2 separate regions of the Mus musculus genome follow, and region 1 is linked to region 2. A link is a contact called in public Micro-C data. All regions are on one chromosome and are shown on one strand. Each heading gives the region's core, a stretch centred on a gene start, on an enhancer-like site or on the middle of the called end of the contact. The rest is flanking DNA. Distances are from core to core; before and after follow the strand shown. Region 1 overlaps Pigl (phosphatidylinositol glycan anchor biosynthesis, class L). Region 2 holds the start of Lrrc75a (leucine rich repeat containing 75A).

Evidence for each region. A called contact is a pair of places that touch in the nucleus more often than the background predicts.
Region 1: a contact with region 2 is called in a Micro-C map of embryonic stem cells, with 5 times the contacts expected there. The contact joins the enhancer-like site here to the promoter of Lrrc75a in region 2. A contact is called at or near these places in 1 of 484 Hi-C or Micro-C datasets (embryonic stem cells), 3 of 115 datasets of contacts at active chromatin or transcription factors (embryonic stem cells and stem cell-derived neural progenitor cells) and 2 of 9 other capture datasets (adipose tissue and pancreatic islet).

What each region holds. Positions count from the first base shown.
Region 1 is chr11:62,509,460-62,515,903 of GRCm38.p6, forward strand. It overlaps Pigl (phosphatidylinositol glycan anchor biosynthesis, class L), which reads left to right. Exons shown (of 7, transcript NM_001039536.4): 5 at 361-392; 6 at 2,679-2,812; 7 at 3,445-6,444. The coding sequence ends at 3,543. Among named protein-coding and RNA genes, the nearest start is that of Cenpv, 27 kb to the right of the region's middle. Within about 2 kb of position 2,347, at least 40 of the 459 cell types and tissues checked have an H3K27ac peak or open chromatin away from gene starts, as enhancers often do. A contact at or near this core is called in embryonic stem cells and pancreatic islet, where this site is marked.
Region 2 is chr11:62,645,170-62,651,569 of GRCm38.p6, forward strand. Lrrc75a (leucine rich repeat containing 75A) reads right to left here and starts at 3,354. Exons shown (of 4, transcript NM_198861.1): 1 at 2,976-3,354. The coding sequence starts at 3,221. Mmgt2 (membrane magnesium transporter 2) reads left to right here and starts at 3,495. Exons shown (of 2, transcript NM_175002.2): 1 at 3,495-3,687.

The DNA.
Region 1 (6,444 bases), core at 1,097-3,596, 140 kb before region 2:
TTTTGGTCTTGGTCTTTATCATGGCAACAGAAAGCTAACTAGGACACTAATAGATTTTTAGAGAAAAACAAAAAACATCGAGGGTAGTTATCTCATCTCTAATGGGCAAAACTTGAGGCCAGATTATTCCATAATCCACAGACCAACTTCTGGATTAAGCTGTGTGGGAATGAAATGCCATAATCAGAAGTGTGGAGTCCTGTAGATTTAGATGTTGACTTATGCAATAGAAACTTCCGGGAGTCTCGTGTGCTTGGCTGGGCCATGGGCCTGCAGGCCTTGCTCTGAAGGTCCCTCCTGTTTACACAGCAGAGTGGGTGTCTCGTGCTCCCTCTAATGTTCCTCCTCTCCATCCTCCAGGGCCCTGCACTCAGGAGGGAAGCTGCCTAAAGGTAAAGAAGGCTTTTGTTGTTTGGGTTTCTGGTTTTTTGCAAATAGACAACAGTCACTACTCTTGTAAGGAACTTACCAAGGAAATTTGCAAATATTGTCAGCCCTCCATATCTATTAATTTCTATGTTATCTATGGACTTAACACCATGGGAGCAGAATTATTCAAGGGGATGCTGGAGACCAGGCTCCCCAGTTAAAAGCACGCTCTTGCAAAGGACCTGGGCTCAGTTCCCAGGACCCATATCAGGCAGACTACAACACCTTATAATACCAGTCCCAGGGCATTCAGACATCCAGTGCACGAATGTGGTGCACATAAACTCATGCAGGCACACGCACACGCAAAAACATATTTAAATATGCAAGAAGAAAAAAATGGCACCTATACTGAGCATGCAGATTCTTCTCTTCTTATTAGTCCTAGACAATGGAATACAGCAACTATTTCCACAGCATTTCCTCACATTAGAGAGTATAAGTAACCCGGAGATGAATTCATGTATACAAGAGGATGCGGATAGGTTCTGTGTAAACACTGCATCATTTTATGTCAACTTGGTCATCAGTAATTGAAGTATTTGTGGCAGTCCTAGAACAGTACCGCTGGGGACTGAAGGACACATATTCAGGGTGGCCCTAGACTGTGCAGTGTTGTAAGGTGTGCATGGCAGGTTCTGGGCTGGCCTCCCTCACAGGGGTGACATGAGATCAGAAAGTGAACCGCGGGAGCTGAGTGCTGTCTCCACAGACTGAGTGAGGCCTTAGGAGCACCACTGGCCACCATTGTCCACCACGTGAGACAGGCAGGCCTACACTGCCCACACCACTTTATCAACTAGGAAGCTAAACTCCAGAGCAGTTAAGAGACTTTCCATGCCAAAACATTTTCAGAGATGGGGTGCCAAGGACCAGCCTTGGCTTGGAGAGGGGTTCTGAGAGAAGGCCTGACTGGGACCTGGGGAAACAAACGACTCAGGTCAAAGCATGGGTCTGAGCTGGTGGCCTATGTTCTGCTCAAGACAGCTTTTCAGTCTGCTTTCTCTGTTTTTCCTTCTCTGGAGATCTTTAGCCAGTTACCTCTGTGTTCTGCTTGTGCCTATTCTCCAAGCAGTTCTCTGACCTAAAAACTTCTCTGCATAGCTCATTCCCACTGATCTTTTATTTTACATACCAATCTAGTCCTTTACTCTACTCCTGGCTTCCTTTGGATTATCCTATCAAACTGCATCCGGTGATCCCAGCCCTTTGTTATGGGAGAGCAAGCGCATTTTTTTTAAAGTTGCAAAAGAATTCGGAGATCCGCCTGCCTCTGTTACACAAGGCAACAAACTAGTTGGGTGGGACCCCACCCAGAAATTACCTTTTCAACCACTGCAGAGCCTGGACCTAAATTCCTTATCCCACGCTGACCTTGAACTCAGGAATCTATGTAAGCACAACAACAACAAAACTTAGCCTGCTCTAAATCTCTTTATCTTCCTCCTAAGTATCTGACAAGTTGGCTCACAGTGCAGCTGCCTCAGTCCCTTTAGATCTATGAAGCTCCTTACACAATTTATATTACATAGTCATATTTTACATAGTTGAGAAATTTTATATTTTCAAACTCATGGTTTTAGAGTTCTTTTCATAACCTTAAGGGCTGTCTTGTAGGTCCCAGCATTTACCATTTTGCTGAGACACTAGCCACACCTATGCCTCCAGGACTAGTGCAGTCTCGGAATCCCGTGGAGTCATTATCATTTACTGCTAGGCCGGAACAGAGGAATGCAAACATATGTACATTATTATGCAAACAAGCCTTTTGCCCACAGCAGCCCATGAGGCTTTGGAAGGCCAGTTGGTCCTGATCCAGAGGCGGGAACCAATTCACTCCCCCACCACCAAGGCCATGCCAGACCCGGCAATGGGGTCTAACTCTGAAGCCTAGGCTGGCTTCCAAGTGCTGTGATTACAGGTGAGAGCCAGCTCACCCAGCACCTGGTGTCAGAGCACAGCTGGAATGAGTCTTTAGTTTCCCAATTTAGAAGTTCCTGTTTATCACCTTTCCTCAGCCCTCTAGCAGCCCAAGTGGAAGCTCTTGCACGGACACTCACAGCTGTGGAGCACTTCTGCCACCTGGCAGTCCTCCCCTGTGAGAGAATGCTGGTGAGAGCCACAAAGCACCTGGCAGCTGAAGAGCATCTGCCTTGCCTGCCTTGAGCCACTAGGAGAGGGAGGGTGCTCAGGGGAGCACCTGGCTGAGAGCAGCACAGTGATCCCATCCGCCATCCCTCCTTGCCCAGGGTGCTCCGTGCTCACGCTCCAGTCTGTGAACGCGCTTCGGAAGTACGCCTTCCTCCTGGATCTGCCCTGGACTCTGCTGTCACCCCAGGATGTTCTCTTTGTGCTCACCAGCAAAGAAGTGGCACAGGCCAAGGTAAGATATGAATCTCCTGATACTGTACTGTGACCCCAGCCTCATGTCCCTTGGCTCTTCAAAGCCCTGCTACCTGCGACAGTGCGCCACATGCTAGATTATTCCACCTGGCTGACTAGCTTTTCAACGACTTGGGCTTTTTTTTTTTTTTCCTGATTATAAAATGTATAAACCGGGCGTGGTGGCGCATGCCTTTAATCCCAGCACTTGGGAGGCAGAGACAGGTGGATTTCTGAGTTCGAGGCCAACCTAGTCTACAAAGTGAGTGCCAGGACAGCCAGGGCTACACAGAGAAACCCTGTCTCAAAAAACCAAAAAAAAAAAAAAAAATACATACACCATCATCAGTGAAATGAAAACAAGCGGCTGGAGAGCTGGCTCAGTGGTTAGGAGCACTCGATGCTCCCATAGAAGATCTGGTTTCAGTTCCTGTGCCACAGCCATCTGTAACTCCAGTTCCAGGGGGTCTGTCACCCTCTTTTGGCCTCCTTGGTTACTACATACCCATGCACTCAAGCACTGACATACATATACATCTAAGAAAGCGTAGAGCTCCCAGTGGGGCAGTGAGAGGGAGGGTCTGCAAATAACAGGCCCAGAGTGAGTGCCAGCATGTTCTCTGATTCTTCCAGAAAGCCATGTCCTGCCACCGCAGCCAGCTCCTCTGGTTCCGATACCTCTACGTCCTCTTCTCCAGATACATGAGAATCAACTCACTGCGGTTCCTCTGAAGCCTTGGAGAGTGGTCAGACCCTCAGAACAAGAGGGAGAAGCAGAGCAAGAAGTCGTCTGGCCAGGCTTTGGGCTGATTTACCTGCCTGACCCAGGGAAACCCCAGCAAAGCAGCGTCTGCCAAACAGGGACCACATGAAGGATGGGTCACCCCAACCCAGCTTCCTCTTCTGAGGAAAACCTGCCAAAACCAAGCCTACACCAACACAATAGTAGCCACCCCACTAATTTACCAATAGTTTGCATGATAACAGAGTTTGCACCAGACATCCAGCAAAGCCTAGGGAAGTTGTCTTTACCACAAATGTGTGTAAATGTGCCATAGAACTAGTTCACAGGTGTGATGTTTACATGGTTTCCAGACCAGGCTGTTTTGGTCAGTCTTCTGTTCCTGTAGCTGAAACACCGCTCACAGGGCATCTGCAGAGCTGCGGTTTTCTTGGATCACAGTTCTGAAGCCTGTGAAGTCCAAGAGCATAGCAGCCTCTACATGACCGCGGTGAGGGGCATCCCGCTGCATCTCAAAGGCAAAGGCAGTCAGTCAGAAAGAGCCCATGAGCCAAAGAGTTCCTTTAGAACAAAGCCACGCCTACAACAAATAACCCTGTCACTTCCAAAAGGCCTCACCCTAAACACTGGGGCTCTGAAGACACATGAATTCCAGGGGACACAGCCAAACCCTAGCACAGGTTCATCCAGACACCCCTCTCCCCTCCCCCCACAGTCTTCAGGTGCTTCAAACTATTCCTTGGGTTTTTATTTGTGTCCCCTTATGAGAACTTTACAGTCTAGAGAAGCTGTACCTTATCATCATGGTGGTTCTGCTGTGTGTGGAGATGATCCTGTGGGTCCCCCCTTTAAGGAGCCAATAAACACCTTGGTTCTCTGCCTTTTCACAGTAGGAGCTGGGCCCACACCTTTATATATATACTTTTTTTTTTTTTTTAAGATTTATTTGTTATATGTAAGTACACTGTAGCTATCTTCAGACACTCCAGAAGAGGGCATCAGATCTCATTACAGATGGTTGTGAGCCACCATGTGGTTGCTGGGATTTGAACTCAGGACCTTCTGAAGAGCAGTCGGCGCTCTTAACCACTGAGCCATCTCGCCAGCCCATATATACTTTTTTTAAAAAGAAAAAGAAAGAAATGGAAAGAAAATACAAACATTATTCTGATAGTGAAATATTGAACCAGTACAAAATAAATAAAATATGGGAAGCTGGGTGTAGTAGTATATGCCTTTAATCCCAGCATTCAGAAGACAGAGACTTGTGGATATCTCTAAGTTTGTGGCCAGCCTGGTCAACATAGTGAGTTCCAGGACATCCAGAGCTACATAATGAGTTTCTTTAAAAAGTAAAAAAATAACCTCAAATAGTTATTCTAATAGGATGGATAGTGATAAAACCACGTTTACATAAAGCAGTATACCCACATGTAAAAATCTACATGATAATGAACAAATAGTGTTCTTAGCCTGCTTTGTTTGGGGGAAGAAGTGTATTTCCATAGCCACAGGTGTAAGCAAGCAGAGCTTTGCCCATGCCTGTGGAGCCTGTCTCTGAAGAGTCCTTTTGTACTGTGTTCCTGCACTGAGCCCTCTGCAAGGCCGATTCGCTGATTAGCAACGACACAGAAGTTGAAAGGCTGCATGTCCAGAACCAAGTTATATTGGGGTGTCCTTAGACACCTTGCAAACTGTCTGCTCCCCACTTCTGTATCTGACCTAGCATCTTTGTGACCGTTGGGTAAACACTTGGGAATATAGAAGCAGCTGCCTAGTTCCCACCAACCAAAGGCTAGGGATTCTTTCAGATAGCATCTGAGGCGTCCAGCTGAGATGCCTTCCTTCCCTGTGATCCACCTACCTGATGTTCCCACTGTGTGTGTGAGAAGTGCCCATGTGTGACTGTGTGTGTGAGAAGTGCCCATGTGTGACTGTGTGTGTGAGAAGTGCCCATGTGTGACTGTGTGTGTGAGAAGTGCCCATGTGTGACTGTGTGTGTGAGAAGTGCCCATGTGTGACTGTGTGTGTGAGAAGTGCCCATGTGTGACTGTGTGTGTGAGAAGTGCCCATGTGTGACTGTGTGTGTGAGAAGTGCCCATGTGTGACTGTGTGTGTGAGAAGTGCCCATGTGTGACTGTGTGTGTGAGAAGTGCCCATGTGTGACTGTGTGTGTGAGAAGTGCCCATGTGTGACTGTGTGTGTGAGAAGTGCCCATGTGTGACTGTGTGTGTGAGAAGTGCCCATGTGTGACTGTGTGTGTGAGAAGTGCCCATGTGTGACTGTGTGTGTGAGAAGTGCCCATGTGTGACTGTGTGTGTGAGAAGTGCCCATGTGTGACTGTGTGTGTGAGAAGTGCCCATGTGTGACTGTGTGTGTGAGAAGTGCCCATGTGTGACTGTGTGTGTGAGAAGTGCCCATGTGTGACTGTGTGTGTGAGAAGTGCCCATGTGTGACTGTGTGTGTGAGAAGTGCCCATGTGTGACTGTGTGTGTGAGAAGTGCCCATGTGTGACTGTGTGTGTGAGAAGTGCCCATGTGTGACTGTGTGTGTGAGAAGTGCCCATGTGTGACTGTGTGTGTGAGAAGTGCCCATGTGTGACTGTGTGTGTGTGAGAAGTGCCCATGTGTGACTGTGTGTGAGAAGAGCCCATGTATGATTGTGTGTGTGTGTGAGAAGAGCCCCTGAGTGACTATGTGTGTGAGAAGTGCCCACGTGTGAGAAGAACCCATGTATGACTGTTGTGAGAGAAGTGCCCGTGTACGATTTAAGTAGGGCTTCTGCTATAAAACTTCATGGAACTGTTTCCACATTGGGACATGGAACTGGGGTGACCTGAATGTGTGTCCTGGGACACCAGCACATATTGCATCCCAGGATAAACTACCTCA
Region 2 (6,400 bases), core at 2,104-4,603:
ACATCTTGATTGACAGTGCCAACAAAATTTCACACACACTTGATAGCATTTGTTCTGCTCAATACCCAGGATGCCGCTTCAAGAAAGGAGGAAACACAATTCAGAGAGGTTACCACTGGGCCCAAGGTCACAGCAGACTGAGGACCAAAGGCAAGCCACCCAGGCTCGGTTCTTGGTGCCAGGCCTTTCTCAGTTTACATTGTTCCTAAAGGGAAGAGGATGGCTCTGTGATCCCTCAAGGCAACTGCCTGGCATCCTGCCTGCACCCTCTGAACTGTGTGTGAGGCCTTTCCACAAGTGATAAGCGGGAGAAGTCTCCAAGCAAAAGGACACTCCCTGAATCTTACAAGTGGCAACAGCAGCCATGATACATTGGCTTAGCACGGACTGCCGCACATGGTTCTGAACCATTTCTATATGCAAAACACAAAGCAAGAGAAACGGAGGCAGGAGAGAAGAGCATTGACTCTACACTTGGGCTCTATAGGTAGCACTCACAAGCTCTGGGGAGATCAGGTGCCTTTGCCTGAGGAGAAGATGAGGCTCCTTTAGAGACTCAGAAAGATCAAGGCCTCAATCCCTTCAGGACCATAGGAGTTATGGATTGATGCTTTCTCTAACCCTGGACACGCTCTGAACACATAGAAATCCAGTGTCAACAGCTGGGGAGTAGCTCAGTTGAAAGAATGTTTGCCTGGCATGCACAAGGCCCCAGAGCTTGATCTCCAGGACCAAATAAGCTGGGTGTGGTGGCCCATGCTTGTAATTCCAACACTTTGGGATGTGGAGGCTGGGGGGAGGGGGGGGGATCAGAAGTTCAAGGTCATCATTGGCTTCACAGTGAGTTAGAGGCCAGTCTGGGACACAGAAGACCTTGCTTCAAAAGAACCCAAATCCAAACACTTAGTGCCAAATGTTATCAAATACAGGAGAAAGTACTATGCGAGTGGGGGTGGCCAAACTGCCCGGGTTCCTGCCAGGAGGAAACTAAGATGGAAATAGTATCTTGGGGGAGAGCCACTCAGACTGCAGCACAAATCTGGCTAGACATTCCGCTGCTTGGTTTCAGGGTCCTAGAAAACACCCTTTTCATTTGTCACAGACACTGGGACATCCCTGAGCCCCACTGCCACACGCCTAAGGTCAATGACCGTTTCCTGGAAGGGCTCTCTGATCCCCACATTACAGGCAACGCAGGGCAGCTCTCCAGGTCCACAGCCCTCATCATCAGGCACAGGGCCAGGGAGCCCCAGAAAAGGGGGAAGTCTGATTAACCCTGCCTCTTCCCTTTAGCCCTCCGGGGCCTGTGGTTGGAGAGGTGCCAGAGAGAGAGCCAAAGACACACAAGCGGAAGACCCTAAAGGGAGAGGGCCAGGTCCCACAATGCGATGTGTAATTTTACTGGATACCCCTAACATCAGCCTCCTCCCTGAGACCCTCGGCTCCCTCCAGTGGGCTCCTAACTGGTGCTTGCCAATGTTGCCTTAATTTTCTCCCCTACCCCTCAATAAGGGCTTGTCAGTTTCTTCCTTGCTTTGGTGTTCTTCAGGGCTGGGGAAGCTGCATGTGATTGGTACAACCCTCTTACTGCCTATTGCACAGACAGCTAATGACGGTCTGGAAAATCCATTTTTGCATGTGAAAGTGACAGAATTACCATGGAGGCCATACAAGGTTGGCTTTTGATTTTCAAAAGACAGAGAAATACACACCACTAAAGTTACATGGTGTAAAATGCTATCTTTCTTTGATGATTCAACCCAGAGAAGGTATCTGAGGGTACAGCAGCCTCTAGAGAATCACTGTGGCTGTTGTCAGGAAAACTAGAGGCAAAGGTGGAAGGCTTACACCTCCCCAAGTCCTCAAGTCTCTACTTCTCTTTCTTTTGCAGTGCACACACCTTAGGAACAAACTCCAGAGAAACATTATAGGGTGTGAGGGAAGCCATGGTTCAGAATCCAGGGAGATGTGGATCCAATTAGATCCTGGAAGCTCCTCCCAGGAAGTTGTCCCTACAGCTTCTTCTATCAGTAATGGGAAAACCTCACAAAGGTCAGCTGAGGTTTCCCCTCCCCCATTTTCAGCACACTGTTTATCTACAGGGGTCCTCCAAGAATATAAGGTCTGCACAAAAATATAACGTCTGTGCGAGTCCGTGACACAAAGCCAGACCAAACCGATCTGATCACTGTTCCACCGAGCACCTATGCACCCTCCTGCCTCTGCCACTCAGCAAGACCCTATAGTACAGGCTACCACTTTCCCCGGAAGAAAATGAGAAAGGAAAACAAAAAAACGAGAGGTGGGTGAGGCACCAGCCCTTCAATAGAGGGGACTATTGAAGGGGACTATTGGTCAGATGTGTAGTATGCCCCTTAGTCAGTGAATCAGGACCAGGCTGAGAGAGTACAGTACAGTTCCTGCTGGCCAAGAAACCAAGCCTAGCTTCATTCTGACCAAGACTTCTGCCGGGGTCTCACTGCAAGGACCAGCCAAAGTTAGGGGAGATGAAACCACAAGACACAATATTGGTTGCAAACGATCTAGGGGCTGAAATCTTACTGGTCCTAGGGACATACCTCAGAAGCTGGCTTAAACAGATAACTGCGCATTCCCTGGGGACCCTTGCAAGAGGGTGATAGGTTGTGAGCAGAGAGGAAGAAAACTCTGGCCCAGACCAGGCATTCCTCTCTGTATCCTCTCTCATCAACTATCCCTGGGGACTTGTGGAGGAGAGGAGCAGGGACAATGGTCCAACAGGTCCCCTTTACCTACCTGGACAGGTCAGCCTTCCTCACCCTAGCCTGAGGCCCCAAATTCAGCAGGAAACACAGAGGCACCTGCTGACACACCGCTCCATCCCCGCGAAACGGGGACCCTGGGCGGTGCCTCCCGGCGCTCTCCTGTCACCCCCCTCGTAGGGGCGGGGCGCTCCGGGAGCCGCCGCGCCCCCCATGCCCCCTCCCCGCGCTCACCTGGCGCAGGTGCTGCAGCAGCGTCCCCGCCTCCTCCCGCCGGCCCTGGCGCACCATCCGCAGCAGCTCCTGGACCATGCCGACGCGCCGGTGATAGGGGGGTAGCCCACTGCCCGCGCGCCCCGCCTTGTCCCCGGCGCGCAGCAGCAGCGACGCCCAGAAGTCGGGTCGTTCGCGGCGGGGGCCGGGCGCCGCGCCGGGGCTGGCTCTCTCCGCCAGGCTGCCCTTGGTCTGCCGAGTGCCCATGCCGCCGCCCGCCTGGGGCTGCGCGCGCCGGGCTAAGGCCGCGTCCCCCGCCGGCTTCGCGCCTCCCCGGCCGCAACTTTGGGGGAACTGTTGCGCGCGGGAGGCGCGGGCGCGGGGCGGGGGCGGGGGCGGCTGCGGCCCGCACTCCCCTCGCTCCTCCCTCCTCGCTGCCCCGGCGCGCTCTCCCGGCGCTCGCCGCCAGCCCGTCCCGGCGCTCGCCGCCAGCCCGTCGGCCCCGCCCCGCCCCGCCGGCCGCCCCGCCCCCGCGCCGCCGCGTGTCTCCCTCCCTCTCCGGCGCCCGCTCCTTCCCGCCGCGCGGCTCTGGGCTAGGGGTGCCCGGCGCCCCCGCCCTGCTTTGTCCCTGGTGCAGCGCCCCCTGCCGGACACTGTGCTGCGCCTCTTGGGGCCCGCGGCTTCCTGGCAAAGGTCAGTGAGTTCCCCGATGCTTTCCTGACTGCGCGCCTAGGTGAGGCCCAGGGATTACGGTGGTGGGAGGAGGTCGGGGCGCCGAGCGAGGGAGAGAAACTTCGGAACTTGGAGGTCCTGTTCGCCGCAGAGTCTAGATTCTCAAGAGTGGGCTCTGCAGAGAATCAGTATCTCAGATTGTCCGAGGTGCTGGTTTAAAGCGTAGTATCTCAGGCCTGGCTCAATGCCCACTGAGCAAGCCTCTTCTCCGGGCCTGGAAATGTGCATTTAGCTAGCATCTTGGGTGGTTCCGATGCTCGTTTCTTGGAGCCCCAGTGGCTTTCAGGTAGGTGATGGTAGTTGGTGCACGGACACAGATCTGGATACTCTAGTTTTGTGAACTCTGCATTCTTTTCTCCCTCCGACACTGCTGAGAGGAGACCTTTAAGTCTTCCTGCTACTACTTCAAAGCGGAAATGTGGCTTCTGGTTAGACATTCCTTGTTGCCTTCTTCTCGGGTTTCTTCTACCAACCCCCTGGGAACCCATGGTGCTTGGATAAGGTATTTTGGAGGCCCATGTGCCCTGTTCTTAGCTGTAGGAGGGGCAGCAGTTTTATTTGTATTTATTTATTTATTTTTTCTTTCTTAAGGTCGCTAGTATTGCTCTAGGCCAGAGGGCTGGAGTCCACCACCTGCTGCTGATACGTATCAGAAAAGCCTTGGGCTTCCAGATCCCTGGCTCCTTCTGGAAGGTTAGGATAGTAACACAGTAACATTTATGTCAAGAGTTGGAAGGTGAAGACTGTGTGTGTGTATTTCTGTGTCTGTTTACCCTGGTGCTTTTTTGTTTAACAAAGTTTCTCCCTGGCGTGGAACTCCCCAAGCAGGCTAGTTTGCCTGGCCAATGAACTCCACAAATCCACCTATTTTCCACCTTACTAATTTAGGATTGTTAGGTGAGTACGACCACACGACTTTTTCTTTTCTTTTTTAAAGATTTATTTATTATATGTAAGTACACTGTAGCTGTCTTCAGACACACCAAAAGAGGGCATCAGATCTCATTACGGATGGTTGTGAGCCACCATGTGGTTGCCGGGATTTGAACTCAGGACCTTCAGAAGAGCAGTCAATGCTCCTCCCCACTGAGCCAGCTCACCAGTCCTTTTTTTTTTTTTTTTTTTAAGGTAGATCACATTATGTATCCCTGGCTAATCTGGAACCTTTTACATAGACTAGGCTGGCCTCGAGTTTACAGATTTACCTGACTCTGACTCCTGAGTGCTGGGGTTATAGGGGCGTGTGACAATTTTTCTTTAAAAATTAAAAAAAATTATAAATTAAAATCTTTAAATTAATTTAGAGCTTAATTCTTTTTAAAAATGAGTCATGGATACCAAACTCAGTCCTGCTTGCAAGGCAAGCATTTTTACCCACTGAGCTGTCTCTTAGACCGGTGAATACTTTTTGGAAAAAAAAAATGTAATGACACTTGTTATTCATTCAGGACCATCCTCAGTAGGGTTTGGCACTAGGGGAGAGAGACCCAGCTTGGTTTTGAGTTTATAGCGAAGCAGCTGGGGTGGGTGTTGATGGATGGGAAATGACAAAGGGAAAGCACCATCTATAAAGGGATTCTAGCTAAACTGGTCTAACAGAATTGCCAGTCGATATCCCTGCAGGCTGGTAGAGGACAAACCTCATCAGACATTGCAGGTGATCAGCCACCTGGAGTAGTTCTTCCGAAACTGACTTGAGAAAACTCTTTGCTGGAACCGTATTCTATAAGAATATGCACCAATGGGCTGGGAAGAGGGTTCGGGAGCCTGACGAGGTGAGCCGGGTGAGAATTCTTATCCAAGCAGAGGTGCTGTAGAAGTGATCATTCTTTTCCATCTTCTCAAATATGTCTTCTCTGTCAACTCCAACAAGTGCCTTGAGGTTGAGGCCTTGGGTCTCCCCAAGTCCCACTCTCTGGTGTTCTTAGAGAACTCTGCTCTGGCTTCACGGTTCAGCACTGCATTCAAAACTGCTTGGCTTTTGTGTGCAGAGGACACTTATCCGGGTCTTGAGAATCTGGTTTGGGAAATACCCCTGGATCTCATTTCTGGCTTGCATGACCATCCAGGAAAGTAGCTGTGAAAGATCCCTGCTGATGGGGTCCCTTTGGGGGCGGGGTGGATGCCACCCACCTGAGGACAGACCCCAAACCTGAGCTAGCAGGTTGGCCTGCTTGAGGATGTATAAGTGGGGCAAATGCAGTCTCATTCTTTCTCTGAATCCATTCCTCTGTTATTTTTTTTCTCCCAATATTTCTTCATGGGCTTGCTCTCAGTAATGATCATTCAGATCTTCTCTATTTATTAAGAGACAAGTTGAAAAGCTGAGTGTGGTGGCACACCCTTTTAATCCTAGCACTCAGGAGGCAGAGGCAGGTATATTTTTGTGAGTTCGAGGCCACTAGGTCTACAAAGTGAGTGGAGGACAGCCAGGGCTATTACACAGAGAAACTCTGTCTCAGAAAAACAAAACAAAACCAAGAAAAACCAAACCACACACACACACACACACACACACACACACACACACACAGAGAGAGAGAGAGAGAGAGAGAGAGAGAGAGAGAGATTTGAGTTTGCCTCAATCTGTTCCTGCTACCAATGCTCCACCCCCTTCCATTTCAGCAGAGCTTTTTGTTTGTTTGTTTGTTTAAGACAAGATTTCTTTGTAGCCTTGGCTGTGCTGGAACTTGCTCTGTAGACCAGGTTGGCCT